Linked DNA regions of Sus scrofa: regions 1 and 3 are each linked to region 2. A link is a contact called in public HiChIP or PLAC-seq data. All regions are on one chromosome and are shown on one strand. The core of a region is the stretch at or near the end of the contact, and the rest is flanking DNA. Distances in the headings are between cores, read along the strand shown. Region 1 has its middle 78 kb from the start of AZIN1. Region 2 has its middle 36 kb from the start of KLF10. Region 3 has its middle 56 kb from the start of AZIN1.

What was found. HiChIP or PLAC-seq counts read pairs in DNA pulled down with a chosen protein or histone mark.
Region 1: an H3K27ac HiChIP or PLAC-seq map of skeletal muscle shows a contact between it and region 2. The contact joins two enhancer-like sites. A contact is called at or near these places in 1 of 5 promoter capture datasets (liver) and 1 of 2 datasets of contacts at active chromatin or transcription factors (skeletal muscle).
Region 3: a contact with region 2 is called in an H3K27ac HiChIP or PLAC-seq map of skeletal muscle. The contact joins two enhancer-like sites. A contact is called at or near these places in 1 of 5 promoter capture datasets (liver) and 1 of 2 datasets of contacts at active chromatin or transcription factors (skeletal muscle).

The regions. Positions count from the first base shown.
Region 1 is chr4:34,302,200-34,306,667 of Sscrofa11.1, reverse strand. No RefSeq gene overlaps it. Among named protein-coding and RNA genes, the nearest start is that of AZIN1, 78 kb to the right of the region's middle. Within about 2 kb of position 2,052, at least 19 of the 83 cell types and tissues checked have an H3K27ac peak or open chromatin away from gene starts, as enhancers often do. A contact at or near this core is called in liver and skeletal muscle, where this site is marked.
Region 2 is chr4:34,464,177-34,468,713 of Sscrofa11.1, reverse strand. No RefSeq gene overlaps it. Among named protein-coding and RNA genes, the nearest start is that of KLF10, 36 kb to the right of the region's middle. Within about 2 kb of position 3,018, at least 13 of the 83 cell types and tissues checked have an H3K27ac peak or open chromatin away from gene starts, as enhancers often do. A contact at or near this core is called in liver and skeletal muscle, where this site is marked.
Region 3 is chr4:34,280,337-34,284,721 of Sscrofa11.1, reverse strand. No RefSeq gene overlaps it. Among named protein-coding and RNA genes, the nearest start is that of AZIN1, 56 kb to the right of the region's middle. Within about 2 kb of position 2,066, at least 48 of the 83 cell types and tissues checked have an H3K27ac peak or open chromatin away from gene starts, as enhancers often do. A contact at or near this core is called in skeletal muscle, where this site is marked.

The DNA of each region.
Region 1 (4,468 bases), core at 803-3,302, 160 kb after region 2:
GTTATGCTGCTTCTTGAATGTTTGTAGCTGTCGTGAGGCTAACAAACTCTACTACTGAATTTGAGGTGCCTTTTGGTTGTGTATTTTATGCATCGATAAATGCTAAATAAAAAACCACCACAAGAGAAGCCATAGTATTTGTTCGTGTTTGTATGTTTCCAGTTGCTTCTCTAATTTCCAAAAATGCAGGGTTTTTTTGGGTTTTTGTTTGCTTTTGCTTTTTAGGGCTGAACCCATGGCATCTTCCAAGGCTAAGGGTCGAATCGGAGCTGTAGTTGCTGGCCTACACCACAGCCACGATAACACAGGATCCGAGCCACGTCTGTGACCTACTCCACAGCTCACAGCAACACTGGATCTTTAACGCCCTGAGCAAGGCCAGGGATCAAACCTGCATCCTCATGGAGTGGTTGGATTCCTTTCTGCCGAGCCACGATGGGAACTCCCACAACTGTAGTAGTTTTAAACATAATAAATGTACTCTTGGTCAATTCTGGGGGTCAGAAATGCAAAATCAACACAGCTGCATTCCTCCTGGAAGCTCTAGGGGAGAATCTGTTTCCATGCCTTTTCCAGGTCGTGGAGGTTGCCTGCATTCCTCAGCTCCTGGCCTGTTCTCCCATCTTCAAAGCCAAGAGCACAGCATCTTCTCCCCTCTGTCCTCCTGCCTCCCTCTTCTAAGAACTTTGTGATTACACTGGGTCCACCAGGTAATCCCCGAAAAGCTTCCCATCTCAAGATCCTTGACTAACTCACATCTGCAAAGCCCTTTTGACTGTGTGAAGTTTCATGTTCCCAGGTTCCAGAGATCCAGACTTCGCTATTTTTGAGGGGCCATTATTCACACTACCACAGTGTCATAAAGAGATCCTACCCGTCGAAAAAGTGGAAGAGGCCTCTACCAACACAGTACGTCCATCACACGGACAGGAGGGGGCAGAGGTGATTTTGCGAAAGCCTAAGCCCTTCCCTAACAACTTCCCATGCGTGGCTGGTGGGTCTGGCGGGCTCCTCGGCCCTGAGGAGAGAAGGTGAGCAAGCCCTGAGGGGCAAAGCAGCCAGTCTCCCAAGAAGGAAACAGTGCTTGTTTGGGGGCTTCCGCCCCTCCCGAAGTGAAAGCTCTGAAGACATCCAGATGGGCTTTGCATCACTCACAGAGGTCCCTCCAATTTCCGCAGCCATGGGATGCACGGCATGGTCCAGGGACAGGGTGCAGGAAAAGCAGGCAGGCATGAATCCACTGTTTCTTCCTCAAGGGTTTGGGGGCTGGGCTGAGGGCGTCCAGGCAGATGCGCGGTCACCCTCGGGGAGTGTGGGGATGTGGAGGGGCAGACAGGAGGCTCCTCTCCTCTCCTCCTGGTCATGCTCCAGCATCTCCACATCGCCCCTAACAACAAACCTCTATCCGCATCTTTCATACAGGTCTGGGGCTGTGAGTAAGGCAAGCGGGCTGGGATAGAGGGGAAGGTTGCTACCAAGAGGTATGAGGGGTTTTTGGTTTTGTTTTTTGGTTTTGCTTGCTGCCCTCGGTGGCTTTCTTTGCGAGGAAACAAGGCACGAACACCGAACAGTCACAGCATGTAGGACAGACCACTGAAGTGCTGCCCCGCTTCCTGAACTCTCATTGCGACATGGAAATTATGGAAAAACAATGCCACTCCTTGCTGTGTACAGAGCCGGTTCCTGGAGCCCCCAGTGAATCTCAGACGGCGGGAGCAGTCACAAGAAAGCATTTTCCAGCGGCTTCCTGTCACGCCCACTGAAATAGGTATTTCCCTGCGGTGCTCCTTCTCCTGGAGGCATCGCGGAGTGTTCTGGTGTCTGCCAGGACGTTTCCTGTTCATCGCCCTGATGAACGCAAACTCTGTCAAACGAGGGTTCAGGTCTGCACGCTGCGTGCAAGCACAGCTGGGCCAGCGTCACGCAGCTGCCAGCTGCAGAGGCTTTATTTTCATAGCAACCCTCCCTGTTCTTGACAACGGCAGCCTGAGGCCCAGGATGACAGGTACAGTCAACGATGTGCCACGGTGGCTTTTGTCCCATCCGCCCACAGGCGCCAGCAAGGCATGTTTGTTCCTGTCCCTCGTGCGTCTGAGTCCGGTTGATCCCTGCAGTCCTGACTCACCTTCCTGCGGAGCCTGGCCTGGCTTTGAGCTTCTGGAACCTTCCCTGGCTGAGCAAGGCACTGGGGAGGCCAGATCCGCCCCCAGGAACAGAGTCGGGGAAGAGAAAGGGTTGCAGAAAACACAGGAGACGGCACTGAGAAGGCGGTCAGAGCCGACTTCCTCACGCCAGCAGACGAAGCTCCGTCTAGCTCGGATTCCGTCCCTGAAGCCCAATGCTGTGAGGGTGCTGCTCCAGCTTGCCCTCCTGAGCAGAATCCTGGCACAGAGGTACCCAAGGTGACCAAGACCAATCCTGCCATCTAAGAGACCAGGAAGCTGAGGCCCGGAGACACCAAATACCGTGCACAAAATCAGACCGTGGGTGGGAGGCAGGACTAGGCTAAGAACGTTGGACCCGCCAAAGCAAAACCAGAAGAATTGGTCTTTAACTTCCACCTCCAACACACACACACACACACACACACACACACACACACACACACTGCAGGTGACTCTTTGTGATTTCCACACCCTAACGAGAGTGCCCATGACCTGAGTTTGTCTGCCTGCAGCTGTGGGCTCAAGGGGTGCCCGAACCCACTTCATGATCATCCCAACAGCCACTCTGGGCTGCTTAGCTCTGGGCCAAGCGTGGGGCCCAACACCTACCTATACTGGCTCGTATAATCCTCACAACATGCCAGGGGATTAATGATTACCCCCATCTTATGAAGGAGGAGCCTGGGACTAGGGCGATTTCTTCACTTGCCCAAGCTCATCGCCTGGAGAGAAACAGAGCCAGGACTCGTGCCCCAGTCTGCTGGCGCCAAACCCATGCTCTCCGCCAGGCCAGGATCTGTCCCTATTTACACAGGACCCCTTCTCTTCCTGCCTCGAGGAGCCTCACAAAGGTCTCTAGGATTCTCCCCTGGGGCCATCTCTCCAGGTCACAGGCATATTTTTTTTGGCAGAAGGTGAAGGTCAAAGACTGTACCTTTTGAGGTGTGTCGACCCACGAGCCCGAATGTAGGAAGCCCGTGGACCAGCACTGGAGCCTTGCAGACCCCTCGCGCTTACCTGAACCTAGACAGGGCCGTGGACGGGGCGGGGGGGGGGGGGGGCTGGGGCCAGAGAGAGGCTGACTTGGCCAAGTAGACCATTTCCTATCCTTCAAATGTAGTATTGTATGCGTAGCTTGCCTTTAAAAAAATAAAACAGGAGTTCCCATCTTGGCGCAGTGGTTAACGAATCCGACTAGGAACCATGAGGTTGCGGGTTCGGTCCCTGCCCTTGCTCAGTGTGTTAATGATCCGGCGTTGCCGTGAGCTGTGGTGTAGTTGCAGACGCAGCTCGGATCCCGCGTTGCTGTGGCTCTGGCGTAGGCCAATGGCTACAGCTCCGACTGGACCCCTAGCCTGGGAACCTCCATATGCCACAGGAGCGGCCCAAAGAAATAGCAAAAAGACCAAGAAAAATAAATAAAATAAAAATATTTTTTAAAAAAATAAAATAAAAAAATAAATAAAACAGATGTTTTTAAGAAGTTACCCAAGTGTCTTCAGAAGGGGTTATGAACCCAAATGGACCCATGATATAGGCTTTTTGTAGCACAAGCCCTTGTGACACCTGCCAGCCGCCAGAACCAGCCAAGCGCTTCATGCTTCGGGGATTTATTGTGATAAATAATAACCTGTCACCACTTTGGTGGAGCGGCACAAATGGGGTTTTGCATCTCCTGGCCCAGTTCACACTTTGACTAGCCTGAAAGTTCCACTTGGCAGAGGCCTGGGTGTTCTAGCCTCCTTTTTACTCATCCAGGAAGAGGTACCAGAGGTGTGGTTGTCCTCAGCCACTCCCCACCCATCCTCCAGCACATCCCCCAAAACCTTCCTCAGAGCACTTAACACTGCTTGAAATGATCTCACTTATGTACTGGTTCACTGCTCATCACATCTTTTCTCAACGAGCAAGCACCTTGGGAACAGGGACTCTGTCCTCTTAGCACCTACAACTGTGCCTGGCACATAGTGGGCACACCAGAAGCCTTTTTTTTGAAAAATAAATGATCACAGGGAGTTCCCATTGTGGCTCAGCAGGTTAAGAACCCAACTAGTCTCTGTGAGGATGTGGGTTTGATCCCTGGCCTTGCTCAGCGTGTTAGGGATCCAGCATTGCTGTGAGCTGCAGCGTAGGTCACAAATGCGGCTTGGATTTGGCGTGGCTGTGGCCAGCAGCTGCGGCTCCAATTCGTCCCCTAGCCTGGGAACTGCCATGTGCCACAGGTGTAGCCCTAAAAAGAAAAAAAAGAAAAAAGAAAAAGAAATAAAAAGTAAATCATCACAGACTCAGATTGTCAGAGTAGA
Region 2 (4,537 bases), core at 1,769-4,268:
GGCTCAGTGGTTAGCGAATCCAACTAGGAACCATGAGGTTGTGCATTTGATCCCTGGCCTTGCTCAGTGGGTTAAGGATCTGGCATTGCCGTGAGCTGTGGTGTAGGTCACAGACAGGGCTGGGATCCTGCGTTGCGGTGCTACAGCTCTGATTAGACCCCTATCCTGGGAACCTCCATATGTCACAGGAACGGCCCAAGAAAATGACAAAAAGACAAAAAAAAAAAAAAAAAAAAAAAAATCAAAGTAGGAGACCCTCATTTTACGGAAACCTGAGATGATACAACATATTTTTGCATCTGTTACCACCATCCTGCTGATTTGAATAAGTGCCCTGACAGTCCTAGTTTGAGCTCACAGGGTCAAATACTTTCCTACCCAATACAAAGGAGGAGTTAGTGACATAGCCTGACGTCTACTCAAAGAACATCTCTATTTTCCTTGGATTATAGAAATGTGGCCCATCTAGGAGTTCCCATCATGGCTCAATGGAAGTAAATCTGTCTAGCATCCATGAAGACACAGATTCGACCCCTGGCCTACATAGGGGACCTGAGATTCAGGCCTGGTCAACACATCTGTACCCTGAGCTAGGCCCTGTTCTAAGTACTGTATAAATGTTAATTTGTTTAAGCCTCCTAACGATTCTAACAGATAGGTACTATTATTATTCCCATTTTATAAATGAGAAAGCTAGGAAACAGAGGGTAAGTGACTTGCCCAAGGCACACAGCCAAAGAGCTTTGTTGGAGTTCCCAATGTGGCCAAGCGAGTTAAAGACCTGACTAGTCTCTACAAGGATGAGGGCTCAATTCCTGGCCTCAGTGGGTTAAGGATCTGGCACTGCCCCAAGCCGTGGCGTAGGTCGCAGATGTGGCTCAGGTCCTGTGTTGCTGTAGCTGTGGCAGCTGAGCTCTGATTCAACCCCTAGCCTGGGAATGTCCATATGCCGCAGGTGCGGCCCTAAAAAGCAAAAGAAAAAAAGAGCTTTGCTTTCTTCTGACCAGTTCAGGGATGGATGTGTGACCAAATAAGAGCCAACAATTGCTGGGGCTTCTCAGAAAGAGATTTGTTTGTGCTTGAAGTGGGGTGTTCGTGAGGAGCAATGCAGCCATCTGGTGACCTGAGGAAGAAGATTCTTTGAGAATGGAGGCATCTTAGAACTGAGGGCAAGAGAGAAACCAAATCCCAAGGACAAAATAGGAGCTGCTGATCAAACAGAGATTCCTCACACTGGTCTGAAGCCAGACTTTCTCCTGGCCTTTTCCATTTGGTGACCTAGTGAATTACCTCTCTGCTTAGAAGATCTTTGGCTGGGCATCCTCCACCTGCTCACCTTCCACCTGGTCTCTGCATCTGGGCTCTTCCCTTCCAGCTCAGCCTTACCTGCAGTCATGAAAGAAACTGCTTTTTTTCAAGATTCCCCCCCCCCTTTTTTTCTTTTTAGGGCCACACCCACAGCATATGGAAGTTCCCAGGCTAGGGGTCCAATCAAAGCTGCAGCTGCCAGCCTACGTCACAGACACAGCAATGCCAGATCCAAGCCTCGTCTGCGACCTACACCACAGCTCACAGCAACACCAGATCCTTAACCCACTGAGCAAGGCCAAGGATCGATCCTGTGTCCTCATGGATATTAGTCCGGTTCATCAACCACTGAGCCACGAGGGGAACGCCTATGTCAGGTTCTTAACCTGCTGAGCCATAGTGGAAACGCCTCAAGAAACATTTAAAAAGTATGACTCAGATCACATTACTCCCTGTTCAAAACCCTTCTTTGCCTATTTGCCTCTAGGCAAACTGACAGGAAGTGACAGTTTACGCTCCCAGCGTTTTCTCCTGAAATACTGGTAAAGGAATGTCTCACCACCCTCCAGTGGGCCCCGATTCCTCCTATTTCTGGCTCAGGCTGTTTGCTCTGCAGTTCTGGCTCACTCACCATCTGCCTGGGAAACCCTGCCCATCCCATCCAGCTGTCAATGCCACCTCCTCGCGTTTTCCAGCCTGCACCCCACCCAATGCACCCACACTTCTCTGCTTTTGCAGCCCTTTGCTTTGAAACTCTCTTTCAGTCCTTGACTCTGTCTGCCTAGATATGCCCAAATGCCACCTGGAGAGAGGATCTGAGGTCTGGCCCTGGTACATCTCCTGACCTTCACTGCTGGGGTGGTGTGTCAGCTCCTCGGTGTTACAGCAGTCTAACCCTCTGACGCCACTCTGCTTGAAGAGAAGTGGCAAAACTTCCTGAGGGGAAAGGGGACCCCGTGGAGGAGGCTGGTTGTTTCTGAAGTTGGAGCTAGTGGTATCTGCACTTCATTTATTTTATTTTATTGTCTTTTTTTTTTTTTTTTTTTTTTTCCTAGGGCTGCATCCACGGCATATGGAGGTTCCCAGGCTAGAGGTTTAATCGGAGCTGTAGCTGCCGGCCTATACCACAGCCACAGCAACGCGGGATCCAAGCCACATCTGTGACCTACACCACAGTTCACGGCAACGCTGGATCCTTAACCCACTGAGCAAGGCCAGGGATCAAACCTGCAACCTCATGGTTCCTAGTTGAATTCGGTAACCACTGCACCACGACGGGAACTCCGGTAACTGCACTTTAGCTGGAGGTTCGGGCGGCTCTCCAAGTGTCAGCCTGACCTGGGCAGCAGCTACCTCGCCCTTTCCCGCCAGCTCCGCCTACACAGCTGTCTGCCCTCCGCAGTTGTTCAGACTTGGTGTAAATGCTGTCTGTAACCTGATTCCAGGGTTAAAAAATAACCCAAAGGTCAGACCCACTAAGAGCCCTCCGGGCATCTTCCAGGTGGGGTAAGCTTTTCCCAGCAGCTTGTGTACTGGCTTTAAAAGGACCCCCAACCCCACCCCACTTCCACCTAAGCTGTCTGGGGCCTCTCCTTGCTCAGTGGGGCCTCTCCTCGCTCAGTAGAGCCTCTCCTGACCCAGGCTTGGGGCTGGCAAGGGCACTGGCCCCTCCTGGAGCTAGCCAGCCTTGGGTGGAATTGCTGAGATCACAGCCAGACAGGCTTCTGCTAATGGACACCCAGACGCTAGGGCAGACAGCAGTCCCTGTGCCCTGCTTGGGTAAGTGAGTGTCTCACTCCCGCTCCAGCCAGCAGCCACCACTGGGGAGCTGAGGCCACTGCTCCTCCATCCTGTCATCCAGGGGGGACATGATCATGCCTATTTCCCCAGTGTTCTTTCTTTCATCAACTCTATTGAGATATAATTCACATGCCACAGGAGTTCCCGTTGTGGCTCAGTGGTTGCTGAATCCAACTAGGAACCATGAGGTTGTGGGTTCGATCCCTGGCCTTGCTCAGTGGGTTAAGGATCTGGCATTGCTGTGAACTGTGGTGTAGGTTGCAGACGCGGCTCGGATCCCGCGTTGCTGTGGCTCTGGCGTAGGCCGGTGGCTACAGCTCCAATATGACCCTTAGCCTGGAAACTTCCATATGCCATGGGAGCGGCCCAAGAAAATGGCAAAAAGACAAAAAAAAAAAAAAATTCACATGCCACAGAATTCACCCCTTTAAGGTCTACAATCCAGTGGTTTTTAGTACATCCAGAGTGTGCACCATTACCATAACCCATTTTAGAACATTTTCATCACTCCAAAAAGAAGCCCCACCCCACCCTGCATCCATTCACCATCACTCCCAACTCTTTCTTCCGGTTCCCCCCTCCACCAACCCAGCCAAGCACCAACAATCTACTTCTGTCTCCTTGGATTTGCCTATATGGAACATTTCATGTAAATGGAATCATACAACATGTGGTGCTTCTTGACTGGTTCCTTTCACTTAGCATGATGTTTTCCAGGTTCATCCGTGTTGCAGTAATTCCCTTCTTGGGACTCTATCCCTTGGCATTAAATGGATTCGTGCCTCAGGACAGATGTGCAAGTATGGTTATTGCAGAAATTTTCATAACCATTGAAAAAAGAAAAACTGGAAATCTTGTGGACACTTATTAACAAGAACGGAGTACACACACGATGGAATATTATTCAACAGCTACAAAAGGATGCATGGGCACCATCAGAGCGATTTGCTTAAAGGAGAAAAAAAGGAAGATACAGAGAATGTTTATTATGTACTAACCCAATTTTCAATATACAAACTTTTTTTTTTTCTTTTTCGGGCGGCACCCGTAGCATATGGAAGTTCCCAGGCTAGGGGTCAAATTGGAGCTGTAGCTGCCAGCCTACACCACAGCCACAGCAATGCCAGATCTGAGCCACATCTGCAACCTATACCACAGCTCATGGCAACACCAGATCCGTAACCCACTGAACAAGGCCAGGGATCAAACCCACATCCTCATGGATACCATGTCAGTTTCCTTTTTTTTTTTTTTTTTTTTTTTTTTGTCTTTTCTCTTTTTAGGGCCATGCCTGTGGCATATGGAAGTTCCCAGCTAGGGAGGGGTCAAATCAGAGCTATAGTTGCCTGCCTATGACACAGGCACAACAACGTCAGATCCAAGCCATGTCTGCAACCTACACCACAGCTCACAGCAACGCCGGATCCTT
Region 3 (4,385 bases), core at 817-3,316, 180 kb after region 2:
ACGAACGCTCAGCACCTACCAGGTTCTAAACACCAGGTACTATTGTAAGTCTTCTATGACTGTCAACGTTATAATTCCGTCAACAACTCTAGGCTGTAGATGCTCGAATCCCCACCTCAGAAGCACCGGATCTGAGGCAGAGATGGGTTAAGGAACCTGCCCCCAAGTCTGAGAAGGTTCAGAGCCAGGATGTGCACCAGGCTGTCTGGCTGTTACGGCCACACTCCAACCAAGAGAAGACAATGCATAGGCTGGATATTTCATTTGTTTATTTGTTTGGGGTTTTTTGTTTTGGTTTTTTTTTTGTCTTTTTGCCTTTTCTAGGGCCACTTCCCACAGCATATGGAGGTTCCCAGGCTAGGGGTCTAATCGGAGCTGTAGCCACCAGCCTAGGCCAGAGCCACAGCAACGTGGGATCCGAGCCACGTCTGCAACCTACACTACAGCTCACAGCAACGCCAGATCCTTAACCCACTGAGTGAGGCCAGGGATCGAACCCACAACCTCATGGTTCCTAGTTGGATTCGTTAACCACTGAGCCACGACGGGAACTCCAAGGCTGGAGGTTTTGGGGGACTTAAGATGTGACAAAAGAAAAGTGCTTCGGAGAAATGCTTCTGAATCGATCCTCAGTAGGAGAGGTGTAAGCAGAGCCCTGGAGACCTTTTTAAGAACCTGCGCCTCTGTGAATCGACTTTGAGCCTGGGAGCCTGGGCCGTGTGGGGCCCCGGCTGGCGCTGCCACAGCCAGCATCCATGCTCTGCTGCACTTTCCCATCCAGCCAACACACAGGCATGAGCAGATAAAGGCACACAGGCATGAAGCTCAGGATCAGAAGAAAAAGAGCCCACTCTCTTCCCTCCCAGCCTCCCCCACCGCAACCACCCGCTCTCTCCCCACCGCCTCAGACAGTTCTTGTCCTCAGACTGCTGCGAGGTGTCGACGGGAGGAACGGGGGACCAAGGTGGCGTGAGTGCCAGAGACAGGACAAATGCCCAAGAGAAGGAAGGCTTGCAGCCTCTGTGGGAGACATCTGGAGAGGGCCAAGGGGACAGGGACAACTCAGAGTCCCTTGGGAGGGGTGATGGGGCACCGTGGGGAACGAAATCCTACAGTTCTACTAAACTCGACCCACCCCACAGGCCAGAGTTCAGAGCTGGTTTTCCGTCTGTCAGGAAGTACCAGATGAGCCACACAAGAGCGGAAACGGGGGACAATCCCCAACGTGCCTGGCCCCGAGCGCTCACTCAGCTCTGTGAGAGGAGGGTTGAGAGCCCAGGAGATGGGGTTCCTGGGTGTGGACACGGAGAAGTACAGCTGTTTCTTCTCAGCATGATTTTCTAGTGGAAATTTCACAGTCTTGAGCCAAGTCTTGGGGGTGTCAGGGGATGCAGGAACCTAACCCAGTAGACTAACAGCCTTGACAGTAGGTATTTTCTCCTGAGCTAGATGAGAATTTTCCTGGGTAGCAAAGGGGGAAATGAATGGGCTCAAGTTGAAGAATCAGAGTGATCTGGGTGGGAGTTCCGACTCTAGCACTTACTGTGTGACCTGAGGAAAGTTCTACAACCTCTCTGGACCTCTATTTCATCTTCCATAAAAATGGGACTAAAAGCACCTCACAAGAGATGCTTATCAAAGTGATGCTTTGCTCACAGGTGGTCCTACCTTCCCACTTCCTCAACCCTCCGGTGTGGGATCTGATCCAACATTCAAGTTGAAACTTCCCAGGGCAGGCCTGCCCCCTTTTCTCCCTCCTCCTCCCCTCCCTGTTCACGAGAGAAGAGCTCCCACATGGCCCTGGGAGGAAGGCCCTGAGGAGGCCTGCCCCTCAGCACAGCCACCCTAGCAGGGGGCCTGCTGGACTCTCACCCATTGATCTCCCAGGGCTCCTCGGAGCAGGTGCCCACACTGCCCCTCCCTGGGGTACCTGTGGGCAGCACACAAATAACTAGTCACCCAGCTGATGCCCGTGGATTGGCACGGCAGCCTTGCAGGAAAGGCCTGAAGCTACTCCATGACCTCAGCTGCAGGGAATGTGGGGGAATTCAGCCTGAGACAGGGCTCAAGGAGAGGTCAGCTTAGGCTGGGCCGTTCACAGGGCCGGCTGAGGTGTGGCTCGGTGTTACTATACCCCAAGGGGGTCAGGGTGACTGCTCAAGCCCGAGGGAGGTGGCCCAGCGTGTGGTCTGGGGGCCCTGGTGCACTTGCAGACGTGTTGGCAGCTGCCCAGAGAAGCCTGAATTGTTTCCAGGTTGTTTTCAAGGCCTCCTTCTGCAGCTGTTGGGCCCCGCCTGTTCCCTCCAGGGAGCCAGAGCTCATAGAGGAGGCCAAGGGCCTTTTCCCAGGGTCCCACATGGCAGCCCTGGAGCCCCAGGCCTGGGCTCCCTGGAGTCCCTGATACCAGGCGCATGCCTGCCAGCCTCTCCTCCAGAAGTCACTTCTCTGCCTTCCCCTACGGAGAGGTGGATAGAAGATCTTCCCTAGGCTGCCAGATGGAGCAAGTGAAAATTCTACGTGATGGCCAATTCAATTTGAACTTCAGATAAACAACGAATAATTTTTTTTTTTTTTAAGGGCCTCACTCACGGCATATGGAAGTTCCCAGGCTAGGGGTCAAATTGGAGCTGCAACTGCTGGCCTACACCACAGCCACAGCAACACCAGATCCCAGCTGCATCTGCAACCTATATTGCAGCTTATGGCAACGTCAGACCCTTAACCCACTGAACAAGGCCAGGGATTGAACCTGAGTCCTCATGGATACTAGTCTGGTTCATTACCACTGAGCCACGACTGGGACTTCCATTTTTTTTTTTTCCAGGCCACACCTGCAGCATATGGAGGTTCCCAGGCTAGGGGTCGAATTGGAGCTGTAGCCTCCGGCCTACACCAGAGCCACAGCAATGTAGGACCCAAGCCGCGTCTGTGACCTACACCACAGCTCACAGCAACACCGGATCCTTAACCCACTGAGCGAGACCAGGGGGTTCTCATGGATACTAGTCGGGTTCATTAACCATGGAGCCATGACAGGAACTCTGAAAACTCCTAATTTTTGAATATAGGTAGGTCTCATGCAATATTTGGAACACGCTTTTATATTAACAAAATAGTCATTGTTTTATCTGGAATTCAAATGTAACAGGCCATCCTGTATTATTATCTGGCAACCCTGGCCCCACCTCATTCTTTAAATTCTCAGAATGTCCCTCCTCTCTGCTTCTTATCTGTGGGGAGATACTCAAACATCAGGGCACATGCAAGGCGTTGGTATTTTTATGTTATTGTGGCTATGAACCTGGTTTTAAAACTCTGGAACATTACTAATGTTTGCAAACATTTCTGCAAATGATCTATTTTATTAACTATAAATTTCACAGTCATCTACTGTAAAAACTCTCCAAAAAAATAGAAAAAAAATTAAACGCTCCAGTGGATAATTCTTTTTCCTTCCTGTTTCTTTCTTATTTTTGTTACCGTTGTGTTTTGGAAATGTCTTGCCAGAATAAAGGCAAGTATTTTTACCTTATTTTTACAATGCTGTTCACTGTTCAAGTAAAATACTTTTTAACCTTTCTCTTTGGTTCCTTTTAAGCAAAGCTCAGCTACCACCATGTCCCCTATTTCCCTTTGGGAAAGGAAGCTGTTAGGCTGGTCCCAGCTTTCTTGAGAGGGGGGCTCCCTGGTGACTGGCAGTCACCCCTGGTGTATGGACAGTCTAGGAGTTATGCCTGGGACTCGGAGTGTGTGAGGCTCGAGGCCCAATCCTAAGGGCCAGGGCCACAGGGCATCTCCAGCTGGGCAAGCTTGAGGCTGTGGAAATGTGTTCCATCTATGTTTGTCTCCTGCTCCTTTTCCCACCTTTCTCCTGCCGCCCCAGAGTCTTAGAAATAGCAATCCTCGTCCAGAGTCACAGGAGTAGGTCATGGCCAAGGCTCCCCCAGGGCAGACACAAGGGTCCCTAGTCTCTGCCTCCAGGCACGTGGCAGGGATTTGAAACACTTTTCTTACCTTTTTTATTTTTTTGTCTTTTTAGGGTGGCACTCACAGCATATGGAGGTTCCCAGGCTAGGGGTCGAATCAGAGCTGTAGCCACTTGCCTACAGCACAGCCCCAGCAACACCAGATCCGAGCTGCATCTGCGACCTACACCACAGCTCACGGCAACAGTGGATCAATAACCCACCGAGCAAGGTCAGGGATTGAACCCGCAACTTCATGGATACCAGTCAAGTTTGTTAACCACTGAGCCACGACGGGAACTCCTAAAACACTTTTCATGTGCACCTCAACAAGGAGGGTCTGGTGTGGCAGCCACCTGGCTCCTCCAAGGCCCAGCTGTCACTCTAGGTCACTGGGGAAGAACCTCTGGGAACATTCAG